Regions from separate parts of the Mus musculus genome. Here region 1 is linked to region 2. A link is a contact called in public HiChIP or PLAC-seq data. All regions are on one chromosome and are shown on one strand. The core of a region is the stretch at or near the end of the contact, and the rest is flanking DNA. Distances in the headings are between cores, read along the strand shown. Region 1 has its middle 30 kb from the start of Rgcc. Region 2 overlaps Vwa8 (von Willebrand factor A domain containing 8).

Region 1 (3,046 bases), core at 381-2,880, 190 kb before region 2:
GTAGGTCTGGGCACATAGCTCTTCAAAACTCAGATCATGACACTATGTGACCCTGATGGCACATGGAGCTTCAGGGTTTCATGTTTTCTCTGCGAGTGTTCATCTTGCTTTGACTCACTGTTCCCTTGCTGTGTCTCATTCTTTCCTCTCGGACTAGGAATGTTGACCAGGAATGAATTAATAGGGAGTATGCATAACTTGGTTTTCGATTTTACAAAATTTCCAACTAAGAGAATGGTTTTGAATGTCAGAAGGTATTTTAGACTTTTGAGCAATACTGAGACCTTATTAAGACCATAGGGACTTGAAGTTGGACTGAATATATCTTTTTAAAAGAAAGATTTATTTATTTTATGTATATGAGTACACTGTAGCTGTACAGGTGGTTGTGAGCCTTCATGTGGTTGCTGGGATTTGAACTGAGGACCTCTGGAAGAGCAGTCAGTGTTCTTAACCGCTGAGCCATCTCCAGCCCCTGAATATATCCTAAATTATGGAATTTGCAGTATGAAATGAGAGCTGTGGATTGCGTGCTATGGTTTGAATCAGAAGTGTCCCCCACAGGCTTATGTGTATGCGTTCTGGTCCCAGCTTGTGCTATTTTAAAAGCCGAGGAGCCTTTAGGAGTTGGCAGAAGTTAAGTCAGTAGGCCCTTTGAAGACAATACCCCCTCTGCTGCCTGTCTGTCATCATGAGCTCCTCCACCCATATTCTCTGCTTTGATGGACTGAGGGCCGTGAAACCATGATCCACAGCAAACCTCTCCTCCCTCATGTTTTTGGGATATATTTGTGTCACTCTGATAAGAGAGTAGCTAATCAGTTCTATTCATGAAATTGGGATTTCACCCAAGCCTGCTAATGGCAAAGCCAGACCAGAAACCAGGGTGTGTGGCATTCCTGCCTGCATGCTTCCTTCCTGGTGCTACCGCTCTGGCCCAGACCCGCATGGGTAGCCAGAGCAATTGCAGGAGGGTTAGCTGCTTACTGATGCTGCAGGTTCCGGGTCTCCCTGCCTGTGCCCCGCAGGGCCACTTCTGACAGAACAACTCAGTGCCAAGTGTTTGAGACTTCAATAGCTTGGGTTTTTCAGATCGTTGGCCTGTCCCGTCACTTTCCTTTCCTGGTCTCATAGTTGTCCCATGCAGCACCCAGTGCTGAATAATTTGCTTAGCCTTGCTAAGACTTAGTTATCCTGTCAAATGGGAGTTATAATTTCTACCTCAGATCTGTGTGTGTGTGTGTGTGTGTGTACATGAGTGTGTACATGAATGTAGTGACTAACACATAACTGATGAATAAATACTAATACCTTACGATTTTTATTTATGTGTGTGAGAGACAAACAAGGACCGAGACAAAGAAGCAGAGAGACTCGGGGGCCAGGGAGGGAGGGAGGAGAAAGCAGGCACACTCGTGCCACAGTGCTTGTGTGGAAGTCAGAGGACTTTTGGGTACTGTTTCTCTCCTCCCACCGTGGGTTCCAGGGATCAAGGTCATGTTGTCAGGTTTGTGTACCAAGTGCTTGTACCTGCTGAGCCACCTTGCCAGTTCTAAGTACCAGCTCCACTCTCCTGATGGAGACTGTCAGTCAGAATCTCTTTATCTCTACGCAGGGCATGCTTTCCTTCTGCTGTGCTCCCCGCCCCACCCCCCGCCCCGCCCCACCCCTACCCCCGCGCGCGCTTCCTGTCTGCGGTGCATCCGCAGGCATTTCCTCCTCCCAGAAACATTGCCTGTTGTATTCTAGTAACATGCAGTTTTTATATCTATTTACTGTTTTACCACCCGTCACAAAAATAATACCCAGCATTCATCAGGTATCTTTTGTGCAGCTAGTACAGCGGCCAGTCCTTTGTGCACATTTTCACAACAGTCCTATGTCACAGCAGTCGAGGATCGGGCTGTATGTTAATTGCATGTCATCGATAAAGTAAGTCAGTGTAGCACAGTGAGATCTTTGTGGCTGTGAACTCTAGCATTCATTTTTACACTCCTGGTACGTCCCTATATGTAGTGTGAAAATGCTTGTTGAATGAGTAAATGCTGTATTTCTTCCTCTTCTTCCATCCTAACTGAAGTGGGTTGAAATTATTTTTGATAGTTAGGAAAATAGATATAAAGAATTTTGTTTCAAGTAAAAGAAACAAAGCTAAATAAAAGTTATTAATAGTATCTGCATCACCCACTGGCAGATATTTTCTTTTTTATTGTGCCATTGCTTTTCTTCTATTTTGTAGGTTTTATCTAGTTATTCTTATTTTTTGAAATTATTACATCATTTCCCTCTTCCATTTCTTTCTTCCAAACCCTCCCATATAACTCTTCTTGCTGTCTTTCAAATCCATAGCCAAAGGTATTAACTGTTGTTATATGTATATGTGTATATGTACATACCTATATTCTTTTTTAAAACATTATTTATTTATTTATATCCCAAATGCTGTCCCCTTCCAGTCTTCCCTCACAAAGTCTCTCCCTATATCCCATCCCCTTTTCCTCTGAGAGAGTGGAGCCCCGTGGGTATCCCTCCAACCCTGGCACATCAAGGCTCTGCAAAATTAGGCTTAGCCACTGAGGCTAGCCAGGGCAGCCCTGTTGGGGAACAGATTCCACAGTTAGACAACAGCTTTACGGACAGCCCAGCTCCAGTTTTGGGGGAACCCACATGGAAACTGAGCAGCATTTAATTGGTACATTAATGTGGGGAGCCTCAGACCACCCCATATAGCTCTTTGGTTGGTGGGTCAGTCTCTGAGAGCTCTCAGTATTTACCAACAGGTTAAGATGACTGACAGGGAAGACCAACAGGTTAGTTGATGCTGGGGAGTTCCTACCCCCTTCAGGGCCTTCAGTCCTTTCCTCAGCTCTTCCATAAGAGTCCCTGACCTCTGTCCAATGTTTGGCTGTGGGTATCTGCATTTGTTTCAGTCCGCTGCTGGGTAGAGCCTCTCAGAGGACAGTTATGCTAAGCTCCTGTCTGCAAGCGTAACAGAGTATTATTAATAGTGTCAGGGATTAGTGCTTGCCCATGAGATGGGTCTGGT
Region 2 (2,885 bases), core at 370-2,869:
GAAGAGAAACTCAAGCCCACTGAATCCAGCTCACGGAGGCTGGGATAAAGTCATCAGGGGAGGCAAGAGGATGGAGGTCTGGAAGTAGAACCAAGGCAGGCAGATCAGGACTTAGTTTTTAATAAGGCCAGGACATCGGATGCCCTGGAACTGGACTTACAGATGGTTGTGAGCTGCCATGCGGGTGCTGGGAGCTGAGCTTCTGCACGATCAGCCAGTGTTCTTCTTCATCACGGAGCCATCTCTCCATCCTCATTAGTAAGCATTCTTAGCCAGCCTCGTAGATAATGATTTTAAGAGGTTTTGAAGGAACAGGCAAGGAACTATGTCGTGTGTGTGTGTGTGTGTGTGTGTGTGTGTGTGTGTGTGTGTGTGGTGGGGCTTTGGGTCTCAGAGACATGCAGACATTATAGAACTCCTCAGAGAGACTGGGCTTAAAAGACATTTTCAATCTCAAAAGAATTTCCGACAATCTCCGTATGTTCCTTTGACTGGAGGGTTTGTAGCCCATGGCTGTCTGTTTAGAGGTAAAGATAGCTTGCTGGCTGTGAGAGGGATCAGGTGAGGTCAGAGCAGCAAAGTCTGCATTCTGGATGAATTCCAAGTATGTGGATTGGAGAAGAGCCACCATGTGACTGGCCTTCCAAAAGTGAGCCTGGCTTCCATACAGCACCTGCTTTTGCTTCTCAGCAGTCTCCCAGCAGGCTGTCCCCACTGCCTGTGACAAGAGTCCCATCCATCCAGGGTGCTTTATCCATGGCAAACCTGTCCCTGCTGGTGTGTGTGTGCAGGGTTGAAACCATGCCCACGACCCACAGGTGAGGTATACATTGTTGTAACTTTCCACGGAACACAACCTTTGGGATGGTTGTTTAAAGGACGGAGGCTTTCCAGACCCTGAGGAAGGCTGGCCTATGGTGAGGTATCTCCTTGAGAACAAAGACTCTCAGATCCTGACCAATGGGTGGGTCATCTCTGGAGTGCTGTGCTCTTTGTGTGGACTGTGTGCACAGCCATTCTGTTTTAGGGAGCCCAGTGGGGAAAATTCAAGGAAAGGAAAGGACACCCCTCCCATGCGCCTATTCTTCTTAGACAACAAAAGACAGATAATTATCTAACGCGTTTCTCAACATGAACAAAACAGAGAAGTGACCTTTCTGTCTGTGCCTGTTGACGGCAGTGACCCCAGCCGCAGCAGCCAGGGGACAGTCACCGGAGCAGGAGCTCAGCTGTAGCTCCCCGCCCGGCCTGTCACAAACGCCGTAAATTTTAACAGGCAGCCAGACCTGCATGGTTCACAGTCACCCCTAGGGAGTGATAAATGCTCCTGCTGGTAGACTTATATAAACTGAGACGCAATGATCTTTTTAAAAGGATATTCCCTGTGCTCAATAAACCTGAGTGTTGTAAGGCTGAAGGGTGGCTAGCCTAAGGAGGAAAATAAACCAATCTGGCAAGAAAAAGCAATCATTTGGAGTGCTGGTAGAGTAACCTAAATGGACAGGTACTGAATTCAGCGATTTAAAACTCACATGCTTGCTAGCTGAAAACCCCCACTTCTGGCTTCATGCCGTTTATAAAATGCACTCTGTGGGTGAGAAAGGGCAGTGACGGCAGGAGTGTGACTCACGTATAGTATATGCATTCGTGAAAATTTCAGTAAAAAACGGCAGCAACCTTTACAGTGTTCAGTGACAGAGAGCTTTGTTCAGACACACCTGCTGTCACCTGATAACAGCAAAGAAATGCCACTCAGTGCAGAGGACATCCTGACGACAAGTGAAAACTTATAGGAGATTTTAGGAAGTAACATTTTGAGCTTGAATCAAAATACCAACAATACCTGATTGTTTTGTTACTTAATAAGTGGCAGATACAACCAAAGAGGACAATGAGGCTGGATCAGGGGAAGAGATTCCACCTGCTCTGTCTAGACCCCTGCCCACCGTTTGCTCACAGAGGCCTCCCTTCCCAGTGGCCTTGCTCTGCTCCTCCACCACCCACCACCCAGGAAGGTCTTGGCCTCTAAGCACTTGCCTGTATAGAGTGCTGGCAGGGAGCGATACTGCTGTTTATGGCAAAATACAGGTGGAAAACATGGCTAGGACATTTTATCAGGGGAAAGATGTATAATGAGTACCTGAAGTAAGAACAGGAGTTTTTATATGGTAAAGTTTAAAGAAAAAAGTTTATTTTTCACCTTCTGCCCCACCACATGTGTGCAGGTGCCTGTAGAGGCCAGAAGGGGGCGCTGGAGCTGGAATTACAAGTGGTTGTGAGTCACCTGACACAGGTGCTAGGAACTGAACTCAGGTCCTCTGGAAGAGTAAGTAGCAAGCATTGTTAACAATGAAGCATTTCTAGCCCCTGTGAATCTTAAAAACGAATGTTACTGTAATGTCTGCCCACTTGAGCGGGGCCAGCGCTGCTGTGTGGTAGACTACTGCTTGGAATCGCCATTCAATCCTATGTCCTGCTGCACCTGGGCCATCCCAGTTAGCACCAGTTGTCTGAGGATAATAATAAGAATGATTATTAGTTGTGATCAAACCATTTTGTTCAGAGGGCTTAGAGGTGAGGAAGAGCTGAAGAGGTTAGTGAGACCTGAGGTCCTTGGCAGGGCAGATCTCCCTGCTCCTATCACTAAAAGTCCAACTAAGTGATTAAAAACAGTGCCTTCAGTCTTAACTAATTATTGCATGCTAGTTATCATGGCTGGTTATTACACACAGCTTAGCCCTTTAGGGGAGGGAACTGTGCTATTTGGGTACTAAATTAAGCCTTGTTTCTTGGCACCAATCAACATGGGCAACACTCCTTCGGTAGAAGGGAGAGACTAGGAGTTAGACAGACTCCCCAGAAGGCAGACACACAGACAAGGGACC

The links. HiChIP or PLAC-seq counts read pairs in DNA pulled down with a chosen protein or histone mark.
Region 1: an H3K27ac HiChIP or PLAC-seq map of thymic regulatory T cells shows a contact between it and region 2, with 5 times the contacts expected there. The contact joins two enhancer-like sites. A contact is called at or near these places in 3 of 15 datasets of contacts at CTCF or cohesin (the NIH/3T3 cell line, pro-B cells and stem cell-derived epiblast-like cells), 19 of 484 Hi-C or Micro-C datasets (the 3T3-L1 cell line, DN2 thymocytes, arterial endothelial cells and 10 more), 19 of 115 datasets of contacts at active chromatin or transcription factors (PVALB interneurons, T-cell acute lymphoblastic leukemia, bone marrow-derived macrophages and 10 more) and 4 of 9 other capture datasets (adipose tissue, embryonic stem cells, liver and 1 more).

The regions. Positions count from the first base shown.
Region 1 is chr14:79,330,020-79,333,065 of GRCm38.p6, reverse strand. No RefSeq gene overlaps it. Among named protein-coding and RNA genes, the nearest start is that of Rgcc, 30 kb to the right of the region's middle. Within about 2 kb of position 1,630, at least 100 of the 459 cell types and tissues checked have an H3K27ac peak or open chromatin away from gene starts, as enhancers often do. A contact at or near this core is called in adipose tissue, thymic regulatory T cells and trophoblast stem cells, where this site is marked.
Region 2 is chr14:79,138,820-79,141,704 of GRCm38.p6, reverse strand. All of the region lies in intron 37 of Vwa8 (von Willebrand factor A domain containing 8), which reads right to left. Among named protein-coding and RNA genes, the nearest start is that of Gm30970, 5.0 kb to the right of the region's middle. Within about 2 kb of position 1,619, at least 71 of the 459 cell types and tissues checked have an H3K27ac peak or open chromatin away from gene starts, as enhancers often do. A contact at or near this core is called in adipose tissue, thymic regulatory T cells and trophoblast stem cells, where this site is marked.